4 separate regions of the Zea mays genome follow, and all the other regions are linked to region 1. A link is a contact called in public Hi-C data. All regions are on one chromosome and are shown on one strand. Each heading gives the region's core, a stretch centred on a gene start, on an enhancer-like site or on the middle of the called end of the contact. The rest is flanking DNA. Distances are from core to core; before and after follow the strand shown. Region 1 holds the start of LOC100285492 (receptor-like protein kinase 5). Region 2 holds the start of LOC103650815 (tRNA (adenine(58)-N(1))-methyltransferase non-catalytic subunit trm6). Region 3 holds the start of LOC100274571 (Auxin response factor 10). Region 4 holds the start of LOC103650816 (DNAJ heat shock N-terminal domain-containing protein).

The links. A called contact is a pair of places that touch in the nucleus more often than the background predicts.
Region 2: a Hi-C map of ear shows a contact between it and region 1, with 1.7 times the contacts expected there. The contact joins the promoter of LOC103650815 here to the promoter of LOC100285492 in region 1. A contact is called at or near these places in 2 of 25 Hi-C or Micro-C datasets (ear and tassel).
Region 3: a Hi-C map of ear shows a contact between it and region 1, with 5 times the contacts expected there. The contact joins the promoter of LOC100274571 here to the promoter of LOC100285492 in region 1. A contact is called at or near these places in 2 of 25 Hi-C or Micro-C datasets (ear and endosperm).
Region 4: a contact with region 1 is called in a Hi-C map of ear, with 1.6 times the contacts expected there. The contact joins the promoter of LOC103650816 here to the promoter of LOC100285492 in region 1. A contact is called at or near these places in 2 of 25 Hi-C or Micro-C datasets (ear and tassel).

What each region holds. Positions count from the first base shown.
Region 1 is chr3:158,940,517-158,943,367 of Zm-B73-REFERENCE-NAM-5.0, reverse strand. It overlaps LOC100285492 (receptor-like protein kinase 5), which reads left to right and starts at 1,436. Exons shown (of 3, transcript NM_001318097.1): 1 at 1,436-2,145; 2 at 2,234-2,851. The coding sequence starts at 2,496.
Region 2 is chr3:158,735,540-158,738,390 of Zm-B73-REFERENCE-NAM-5.0, reverse strand. LOC103650815 (tRNA (adenine(58)-N(1))-methyltransferase non-catalytic subunit trm6) reads right to left here and starts at 1,352. Exons shown (of 13, transcript XM_008676397.3): 1 at 1,137-1,352; 2 at 924-1,048; 3 at 347-467; 4 at 158-239; 5 at 1-64. The coding sequence starts at 1,246.
Region 3 is chr3:158,787,198-158,790,048 of Zm-B73-REFERENCE-NAM-5.0, reverse strand. LOC100274571 (Auxin response factor 10) reads left to right here and starts at 1,474. Exons shown (of 14, transcript NM_001320127.1): 1 at 1,474-1,666; 2 at 1,786-1,892; 3 at 1,990-2,085; 4 at 2,226-2,282; 5 at 2,393-2,551; 6 at 2,686-2,770. The coding sequence starts at 1,615.
Region 4 is chr3:159,088,731-159,091,581 of Zm-B73-REFERENCE-NAM-5.0, reverse strand. It overlaps LOC103650816 (DNAJ heat shock N-terminal domain-containing protein), which reads right to left and starts at 1,466. Exons shown (of 2, transcript XM_008676399.3): 1 at 1,043-1,466; 2 at 1-888. The coding sequence starts at 887.

The sequences.
Region 1 (2,851 bases), core at 187-2,686:
CATTGTGCCAGAATGATAGACTATAACGATGTATCTGATCCATGAAAAATCCCTGATGGATTACGATCTTTGATGGACTTTTGTTACACCATCATAGATGTTGCAATGGATGAACGCCTGGAGCGATGTGTCATATTTAGAATATGTACTATTGCAACTATATTATCCCCTAAGTCCTATTGAAGGACATGTTATTTGCTTTGCACAACTATGTACAAATTGTGGTGTAAGATAGAAAATGATAGCACCCCAACCTCATCCATTCTCGTTATTCCAGATGAACAATGAGACATATATCTTGAAGAATATGCTTAAGTTACGAGGGATAACGACTTTGACAGATGTCATCGTCAGGGGGAGCGAATGCTTATATTGATCACAATCATGAGACAATAAATGTCATATTCTATGCCCTGAAGGCGTGAGTTTGATGATCAATATGTGAACCTTTATGGAACTTTCTATCAAATATATAGATCCAGTCGATCGAACACCATCGGTCAAAGTGGTTTATTTATATTGATACGTGCACTTACCTCGTACATCCTAGAAGTGAGTTGAGGTAAAGTTCCTGAAATAGTCCTTGCAAGGATATGCAATCCGTTTGCTAAATCTTTATGTGCATATATTTCCAGAAGAAGATGTTTTGCCTTAGTGATACGATTTTGCAAGGATCAGGGGGAGCACATTTCTAAAGTTAGCCCTTGTAGATGATTCGATAGAATCTAGATCCCAGAGGATCGAAATTTGTCCCGATGACAGCTGTTGTACTCTTTTTCCCTTGGTGAGTTTTCTTGAAGTTTCTCACACGAGGTTTTTAACGAGGCAACAAAGTGCAAATGCAATTTGTATCACCATGCACTCTTTCTCCATATTTTTCCCACTGGGTTTTTCGGAGTTTTAACGAGGCATGTGTTGGTCGCGGTATTCGCCCAAGGGGGAGTGTTAAGTAACCCTAGTTAGGGTTATGTGGGCAAATACCGGCTTTGCCCCTGAGGGGTCTCACATCTCTATATAAGGAACCTGTACACCCCATCATATGAGTAGATCAGAAAGAGGCCAGAGGCCCAACCCTATATCCAGTGTCTCGTGTGTTTTCTCTGTGATGTTTATGTGAAGGGAGACAGGTTCTCTACATCTTCTTACGCCTCTACTGCTAACGGGAGGGAAGGGAGCGGATCTAGTGATCCGTGATAACGTAGTTCTCAACAACTACAACTTTTTTCCGCGCAAAGCCACAGCCAAATGCCGTCCATAAAAGTTGTTTTTGCTCGTCCCTCGTCCGGTTCCGTAGCAGTAATCCATTGAATGCAAGATTACCAGGTGAAAGGAGAATTTACTCCTCCCACCAGAGGCGGCAGTACTGCGGGGGAGAAGCGACAGTTCTCACTTTGAGGGGGGGAAGATGGACAAGGACAGATAAAAGAAAGAGATTCGAAACAGTGTGGGCAATTGCTGTGCACGGGCATCAAGGCATCTCTGCTCCGTCTTGGGCTCCTCCTCTCTCGCCCATCGGCCATCGCCCTCCGCTACGGCCACGCGCCGCGCTGCACCCCTGGGCCCCGCGGGTGAGGGGTAGAAACGAGAGAGAGAGAGAGTCCAATCCAGTCGCGCGCGCGCGCCGGGGAGCGGGGACGGGGCGGAGGAGAATGTTTGGCTGGTCCGGGTCCGGTCGCACGGCATGGTGGTGGACGCGAGCCGCCTGCGAGGGCCGAGGGGAGAGGGATGCGTCAAGAAAGCTCTCGGCTTTTAGCTTGCTTTGGGCGCCCACACCAATGCCACACTGCTCTGCTCTCCGAGTAACTTATTGCGAGCAGCGCCCCAGGTGACCGAGCGAGCGGGCCGGCGAGGGCTCAGCTTTGGATAATTCTTGCTCCCTCTTGTCCTTTCGGTTTGAAGCTTTCTGGAGGGAGAAGGGAGCACGCAGCTCGGCGCCAGTGAGAGAGAGGATTAGAGGAGCGAGAGGAAAGGGGGGAGATCATGCTTGCAGAGCGTGCTCCGTGATGCGGTGAGCGCCGCTAACCTCGGTTGATTTCTTGGTGGGAGGCGACAAACGCGTGCGTGAGCCGCCGCTTGCTTGGGAGGTGGTGGTGAGACCAGGCGTGCTCCTTCGCACTTGTCTCTGTTTGAGTTCGTTGTCGTCAGGTACTCCTCACGAGCTCCACGCCGCGCGCGCCTTGGGCGACTGCCTTTTCGATTCGTCTTCTTTGATGCATATTTTCTCTTTCTGTAGGTAAATATCACGAGCACCATGCTCGAGTTCTTGTAGCTCCGCAGCTTCCTCGCTTCTTGCATCCTTTGCAACTTGTCTCCTGTTGTTTTCCTCTGATTTCCATGGAGGAAAGATGCTGGGTGTGCCAGTGATGTGGGCGTGGAGCAGGCAACAATTGGCTCGTCCTGGACATTGATCGATTCTCCCCTATTCTCGTCCAAGGAATTTTATTCGTTTCTCCTAGCAAGTCGTGTATGCTTGTTTCGTGGAGGTAGGAGCTAGGATGACGAGCAGGAACCCTACCAAAACCCTGTCGGTCCTGACCACTCTCCTGCTGCTGCTTGAGTTCCTCGCGCTGTGCGCGCCCGCCTCCGCCCAGCCGCTCCACTCGGAGCCCATGGCTACGCAGTCCCCGCCGCCGCCGCTGCCGCCGGGGTCCACGATTCCCCGGGCGCAGGCCGGCGGCGCCGCACGCCTCCGCCGCATTGCGCTCGGGGTCCTCTTCGGCTCCCTCTCCGGTTTCCTCCTCGCGCTCGCCTTCCTCTACGCCATCCGCCTCGCCATCCTCCACGCCAAGAGCACGCCCGCGATCGCCAAGGGCCCCGTCTCCTTCGCCCCGCAAATCTCCGCCAAGAACCT
Region 2 (2,851 bases), core at 103-2,602, 200 kb after region 1:
CAGAAGGGCGTCGCAAAAGAACTTTAGGCGCATATTTCTTTTGTTTCTTTAACTTGTACTTCTCCTGCAACCAAAATGATTTAATCAAATCAATCATCAACGAATTTGAAACTTAAGGAGACCAAAGAAAGTAAAGCTAATAAATTATTGTACTAACCTGTGAGAAGACAGTTTTATTTCCAAATGTTGAGCTGTTTGCTATTAAAGCTTCTACAATCTCGTCACCAGTTGCACCATCCCTGTTTTGGAAAATCAAATTGCATACATACTTGGAAGTAAATCAGAGTGAACAGAGAAGAAAACATAGTGTATATTCAATAGAAGTCAAATATGATCAGAATATCACCTCTTCATTGCCTCTATGTCATCGCTAGATAAATTTTGAGCTGTATTATTATCAACCAGAGACCTATTGTCTCTGGTTTCATCCTGCGTTTGTCCATTGGCATCATCTGGCGTGTTATGATCTAGATAAATGAGTCAGTGTTACAAAAATCAGATAGTGTGCATAATGATGAGTACACCATGAAAGAAAGAGGGGGCATTAGTTAACTGTTAACCTAGACAGTAAGAATCATTGCAGCATGACCCTTATCTTTGTTAAAAAGAAGAGAGAATGATTTGTTTGTAGGAAACTAGTTCAAAAAATTAGGCTTTCATTAATTAGGCACATTGTACATATGGCACAATGGAACAGCAACTTCACAGAACTTGGATATAGATGAGGCCTAATAGCTGACTAACTATGAACAATAATGTGCTTCTGTTATGTTTTCAGTTAACTGAAAATTGCACACTGAATGAAAACAGAAAAGGCTTGAGCTTTGCGAGTAAAAGGTTACAACTTGTTGAGCTTTAAAAAGGTTTAACCTCGAGCTGGCAATTCAGCTCGATAGAGGCTTCGAATCAGAATCTATCCTTACCACGAGATGTGGCGTCCGCGGCGGCGCAGGGAACGAGTCCGCCGGCGCCGAGGCGGAATAGGGAGCCAAAGGGGCGTCCCACGAGCGGCTTCAGTGAACAAGTCTTGTTCCCAATCTTCACCGTCCTGCGCACACACAAACGATTGGTTTGAGGGGTGGGGGCGGAGTTGCGATGTCAGGAAGCTGAGGGAAGGGAAGGAGGGTGGGACTGACGCGCCGGGGGTGAGGCGGAAGAAGGCTAGGCGGTCGCCGTCATTGATGTCGAGGAGGACGCTGCAGCCCTCCCACGCCTCCCGGCAAATCGGTGGCGGCTGCGGGTCCATTGGTGTGGGCGTGAAGCGGGAGTTGGAGTTGGGGAGAAAGCGAAGCGACGACAAGCGAGGGTTTAAGGAGCGAGCGGGTCGGGTTGGGTCGGATCCCACCCAACCAGACTCCACAACAGGGATGGAGAGACGGCCCGATAAGCATGCCACTAGGGATGAAAACCGTGGGAAATTGCCGTGAAAATCGTCTAACCATTTTTGATTTCATATTTACATATAAAAATGGTAATCTAAAATACTCCGTCCGAAAAACGAAGATATAAGAAATATCAGGAACGATACGGTCGTATGCATGTCGATAACGGTCGTAATTTAGGGGGCATTTCTTTGGGATTATTATCTGTACAGATTATATAATCCAACAACTTTTGAACTAAGTTCTTGTTTGTTTTCTTCTAGGATTATATAATCCAGCTTATGAATTACATAATCACCTATTGATTTGACTATGGATTATCATAATCTAGTTATCTAGATTATATAATTCATCTAACAATATGTGTTGTTCGTCGTGATTTATTTAAGTTGATTATATAATCTAGAGGGTAAATAAATGAGGTGTAAGTGTTAGTTCAAAATTTGTTGAATTATATAATCTAGGCAGATTATAATCCAAGACAAACACCCCCTTAAACCGAGAACACCGACTAATTACCACTTCAAATGTGTAGCTCGACACAAGAGATGCAATAATCATATCATAACATCAATATAATACAAATAAGAATCCCTTAAAATATACATAATAGTAGCGTACTAATCATTGCAAATATTTGATAACATTGAATATTTGAAGTATGGGGATAGCAGCTGAGTATTGAATTATGGGAATGTTCATAAACCAACAACATAAGTACCATGTTGAGTACACAATGGTTAAGGTTCAAAGTCATACCCCTTAAGTTCCAATTTTAATGCAATAGCCTTTTAGATCACCAATAGTGGAAATGTGGAACCAACTTTCTCATCTGATAAAATCTCTACTATTCTATATGGCTATAGTGTAGGCGTCCACCACTTGCTTCACCACGCCTCCGCCCTAGCCCTCCACCCCTCCCCCCCCCCCCCCCCCCCGTGCGGCATCCATGGCGCCGCTAATCTCGTCGCGGTATCCATGGCATCGTCCTCGCCCTCGCCCTCCCCCCATGTCGGCATGCCCCCGCCTATCCACACCCGCTACCTCCGCCCCCGACTCCATCATCCCGCCATGCCCCAGCTATCGGCCCCTTCTCCCGCATGCCCCAATCGTCGCCCCCTTCCATGTCTGCCACGCCCCCACGCCCCCTCCTCCCTCACTGCAACAGCCTCCACCTGCGGCTAGCATGACGAGATCGAAACCCGCACCCGCCGCCTCACAGAACCCTAGCTCATGACTTCACTCAAAATCCATCGAGGCCACCACTCGGGGCCGAGGGTACCCCTCGCGCCGCCACCGGCTCGGGCACTCTCCCGCGCGTCTGTTGCGTCAACAGCAGCCGCAACTGAAAGTCGTCTAGAGGGGGTGAATAGGCAAATCTGAAATTTACAACTTTAAAGCACAACTACAAGTCGGGGTTAGCGTTAGAAATAAATCCGAGTCCGAAAGAGAGGGCGAAAACAAATCAA
Region 3 (2,851 bases), core at 225-2,724, 150 kb after region 1:
GTTTACAAATAAACAATAATTATATTTGAATAAATATCTCAATACCTATTTATATTTATATGATATAAAAAACCATAGTAAAAGCACGAGCTACTAGCTAGTACATGATTATGTATTCCTTTTTTTGTTCGTTTGTTGGATGGTTGGGCAACTAATATCATTAGGACGAACTATTCGACAAATATCCGTTATCTTTTTTAATAATATCCAATATCTATTTCTTACTCGCCCTAATTATTATTCGATTCCGTTTTGTATCCGTCCCGAATTTTAACTATCAGTATCTGATCATGTATCTGACATAATTATATCATGGTAGGATATGGGATAACCTAGTATCCGACCGTTCTCACCCCTGGTTATAGTGAAAGAAGATGAATACCACCAACGAGCAGTCATGACGACGCTCTCCAGAAACCTGATCGCCTGTGCACCGAACAAATGCCTCGACGGATGGTGGGTTCGAAACTTCGGATGCTAGCTCTCCCAACTCTCCGTGCGCAATAGATTTGGGAGGGGGAAAAACTTCAGTGGCAGCTCAACCGTGAAAATAGAATGAAAATAATAAGAGTGTATTTTCCACATACGCATTTGAAGGATTGTGTGCACTTATATAGATGCAAGAGAGTAGGGGAAGAGGTGCTGTCAAATAGCTTAATGACAACCATCATGGTCATAAGAATGACAGTTACAAGTAAGGAGGGTTTGTTTGGGATTATAACACTCCCTAACTCTCACCATCAAAATGGTTGTTACTAGTAACTTACCAAACCATAAGTAGCACCTATAATTCACCCAATTACTCATCATACATAACTCCTAGCTTAAACACGAGCCTTAAAATTTGTAGAATATTAAATAAATGATCCTTAAATATTCTAGAATGAGCAAGGTTTCCTCGTTGATTCCCCATCCACGTCAGCGTCATTCCGTGGACTGGAAATCTGAGGAAGAGCGAAGTGTCGGTCGGACCGCTCTAGCGGCGCGGTAATCCCCTCCGTCACCTCACGGAAACCTTGCCAAACAGGCCTACACAGGCGGAACAGAAGAGCACTGCTGCGGCGTGGGAGGCCATCGTCCGTCTGGTACTCTGGTGCGGTGCGCGGCAGCGCTCGCCAGTCGCCACTGCACTACTGCTGGCTGCTGCTGCACTGCACCGCACCACACCCCGTCTCGCTTTTGCTGCCGCTGCAGGCCGGTCAGACCAGACAGGCAGCAGGCAGCCAGCCAGCCGCACACACGCAAGCACCGGCCCGGGCCCACACGCCTTTCCCAGCCCGCGCATCGGACCGGACCGGACCGGACCATACTGGACCGGACCGCGCGAACCGGTGGTCCAAGCCAACGCGGCCGTGTCACCACCGGCTTTCTTTCTGTCCGGACGCCACCGCTGCGTCACGCTGTCTACTCCCTACAAAGAGACCACACCGAATCTCCCCTCTCGTCTACCCTCCTCTCCTTCCTCGCCGCACACACAGACACACGCAAAAACATTTCTCCCCCCTCCCGACTGCTACTGCCGCTGCCTCCTCCCCCTTTCCGCCCGCCTTCGCTCCCTCCCAACCCCCTTCCTCCTCCGTCTAGGGTTTCCCGCCGCCGCCTGATCCGAGTCAGATGCCGCCCGCAACAGCCATGGCGCCGCCGTCCCAGCCCCCGTCTAACTCAGGTACGCGCGCGCCAGATCCGGTCAGCTCCGGCGGCCTTATCTCTCTACCTCTTGGCGTCCGCCGTCTCCTCTCCGAGGCGGGGCCTCGTGCTGATGGTGCCTTGCTCTGTTCCTGGCAGGGGATCCGCTGTACCCGGAGCTCTGGCGCGCCTGCGCCGGCCCGCTCGTCACCGTCCCCCGCGTCGGCGACCTCGTCTTCTACTTCCCCCAGGGGCACATCGAGCAGGTACTCCTCCTCCCTTCTCCTCCGCTGGAGCTTAGCTTGTCCCTCGCCCCCCCTGCCCTGCTCCGGACGCTGATTTGGAGTGCTCGGGGGCTCGCAGGTGGAGGCGTCCATGAACCAGGTCGCCGGGAACCAGATGCGCCTCTACGATCTGCCCCCCAAGCTGCTCTGCCGCGTGCTCAACGTCGAGCTCAAGGTTCCTTCCACTTCCCGCCGTCTTTTTTTTGTTTTTACCTTCCCCCGGTTTTTTCGCCCCCAATTCCGCACCTAGCGCGCCCGTTTCCCCTCCTGAGCGATTCCAGGTCCTGTGCTTACGCGTTCTGCGGGTTTGGGCAGGCGGAGACGGACACCGACGAGGTCTACGCGCAGATCATGCTCATGCCGGAGCCCGAGGTAGCCTCCCTCCCAGCTCGGACTATCTATGCTCGGCACGTAATTCCGGAATTTTCCCTCGGAACTAGGAGGTTCTCACTTGCTCTCGCTCTGCTTGCTCGTTCGTGCAGCAAACCGATGTGCCGGCTGAGAAGCCGAGTTCTGCACCTGCTGCGTCGCCGAGGCCAGCAGTCAGGTCCTTCTGCAAGACGCTCACCGCCTCGGACACCAGCACACACGGTGGCTTCTCTGTGCTGCGCCGACACGCTGACGAGTGCCTCCCTCCCCTGGTGTGTGCGCTCAACACCCCCCTGTGGATTCTGTTCCTCTGCTATTAATAGAAGTATAGAACTAGAGATGCGCGTGGTACTGCTTAAGCTTTGTGTCGTCTGGTGAGCTGACCTTCTTGTTTTTCCGTCGGCAGGATATGACCCAGTCGCCTCCCACACAGGAGCTGGTGGCGAAGGATCTGCATGGCATGGAGTGGCGCTTCCGCCACATCTTTAGAGGTAATTTGGGCTCCTCATTTGCCATGGTTCGCGCCTGCCTTGTATGCTACAGGATTGATTGATTTGCTTCACCGCTACTTC
Region 4 (2,851 bases), core at 217-2,716, 150 kb before region 1:
CCAGGAGCAAAATTCTCGATCGCTCGATCTTCTTCAAAATTATGGTATTCATACGACTTGCTACTGCATAGCTCACCTTCTTTGGTACCAGATGGATCATCAAAGCAGGCATCCAAATCTTCTTCCTTAGCATGTGATGGATCATCAAAGCAGGTATCCCAGTTTTCCTGTGAGGGAGACATGCAATAAACATCCTTTTCACTGACACTCTTTTGCCCCTTGTTAACATGAGTGCCATCAGGTGACTGCAACTCACCGTCATCAGCAAGAAAGCAAGGATCCATCCTCTTAGTCCCGGATGAACTCGCCACATTTGAAAGACGGGAATCCCTTCCATCAAAGCATGGCCTGTCGGCGTGGTTGGTACGCGAGACTGCATTGCTCGTACCATTTAACGCCATAATCTTGTTTGTGTGAAGGCTGCTCACCCTGTCAGGACGGACGAGTGTGCCACCGGGCGGTGGAGCATCAACGACACCGGACCGAACGAACCGGGTGAAAACGTTGCTCGAATCAAACCCCTCTCGCTTCTCTGGATCAGACAGCACCGCGTAAGCCTCGTCGACGAGCTTGAGGGCCAATTCGGCGCCGGGCAGAGCCCCCATGGCCGGCTCCACCTGGGCCACGATGCTCTTGTAGCGCGCCTCGATCCTGGCGGCGTCATCCACAGGCAGCACCTGGAGGACTCTGTACCAGTCCACGCCCCCACGGCCGGCGGCGGCGCAGCAGAGGACCTCGAGCACCGGGAGCATCTCCAGGGCACCCTCCAGCCTGGGGTTCGTCTGAAGCGTCCGCAGCAGCAGCGCCCTCGCGCCCGCGTAGTCCTGGGCCCGCATCCTCGCCGTGATCGCGTCCCGCTGCGCCTCCTCCGTCTCCCCATCCTCCATCCTGCGCCGGAAGAACCAAGGTCAGAGGCAAGCATTGCGCTTGCGCCGCTGATTCCAATTGGGATTTAAGCGAACTCAGCGCGGCAGAGCCTAGCCTAGGCGTTCCATCAGACGCGAATAAGGAATGGGAAAGAAACGAGGATCTGTGTCCTTACCGAACTGATCGATCCTGCTCCGCGAGCCCGCAGCGCCCAGGGGTGCGTGCGAATGGAGGAAGCCGTAAACCCTAGCACCCAGCCATGGATTATCTCGCGGGATGTGAACCGATCGGATCGATTTAATGACTGATTTTGTTGCTAGTAGTAGTCTGCTGTCTGCCAAGCCATGGTCTACCGAAAACCTTCGTGACCCCTGACCTCCAATTGTACAACAGCTGAAAACTCTCTTGGCATGAATCATACAATTCAGCCAAAGCCTTTTCTTTTCCTTTCCAGACTGTATCATAGCCAATTATGCACTCGTGCTCATCTTGCAACCCAAGCTGCAGCTCCTTAGTACCCATATGAGGATATTTTCTAACTTGTAAGTATAGAAACTGCCTTGGAGGCAACCCACTTGTATGAAAGTGTTTTTTTTTTTGAAAACTTAGTGCAGGAGCTCTGCTATTTCATTTAAGGAGAGAAGGGAAACAAGAGTCTTAAAAAGTTGCTATTACATATAACGAAAAACACTCAAACACAATCCAAAAAAGAGAAGACATTACACTACACATGGATGCCCAACTGCAGCTCGTCTCAACGCCATTTCTTGTTTGGCCAGATGAAAGACCACTTGTGTCGATGCTTGCTTGCCCTCAAAAATACGCCGATTCCGCTCCTTCCAAATATTCCAGGTGAAGTACATAAGCAAACCCGAAACAGTGAGTTGATCTTCTTTCGATTTGTTTTGGAGCACAGCAGCCCACCATGAATCAAAGCTCTGAATATCTGAGCTGGGCGACATGATCAGATTATTGGTCCACGACCTAACTAACTCCCACACTTCCAAAGCAAATGGGCACTTGAGGCAAAGGTGAATCGCAGTCTCCGGCTCTTGATCGCAAAGGACACACACAGGATTGCATGGCCAATTTCTTTGACTTAGTTTATCTGCTGTGAGGATCTTTGCTTGAATGAGCAGCCACACAAAGAACTTATGTTTCCCTTCGGCGTGCGCCTTCCAGATAGATTTTGCTTTGAAAGCACTGTAAGAGCCCTTGAATTGTGCAAGATAAGCTGATTTGGAAGAGTACACTCCATTCTCGGTCCATATCCACCGAATGCAATCTTCCTGGTCATTGAGCTGCACCCCCTCAATATGGTTCCACAATTGTATGAATTCAGCCATCTGTTGAACATTTTTCATTCTCCAGAGACCTCTCGTCCAATTGAGGTTAACCAATTGTTCAGCCACCGATCTATTTTTGCGCCATGCCAGGGGGTACAAGCTAGGTGCAATGTCAATCGGAGCTTTGCCTGAGAGCCAAGCGTCATGCCAAAAATTTGTCTTCAGTCCGTTGCCAACCGTTACAGATGTTGATGCCCGGAACAAAGCTGCATCTATTTTATCACAGGGTATCTGAGAACCAGCCCACAGCCTATTAGAATCAGTCCAGTTGAGCCAAAGCCACCTGAGGCGCAAAGCACGGCTGAAACGCTCTAGATCCAAGATGCCAAGGCCACCCAAGGATTTCGGTCTGGCAGACTTGGTCCAATTCACTAGACAGTGCCCACCATTAGCATTTTCAGCACCTCTCCAAAGGAAAGACCTCCTAATTTTATCGATCTTCTTAATGGCCCACTTCTTCAAAGGGAAAACTGTCAAAAAATGCACCGGGACAGCCGTGAGCACTGAATTTACCAGAGTCAGTCTTCCAGCTTTATCAAGCAGCTTCCCTTTCCATGCCGATAATTTACCAGCCAATTTGTCAAGCAGCGGCTGGAAATCCACTCGACGCAATGGTCGGCAAGTTAAAGGCAGCCCAA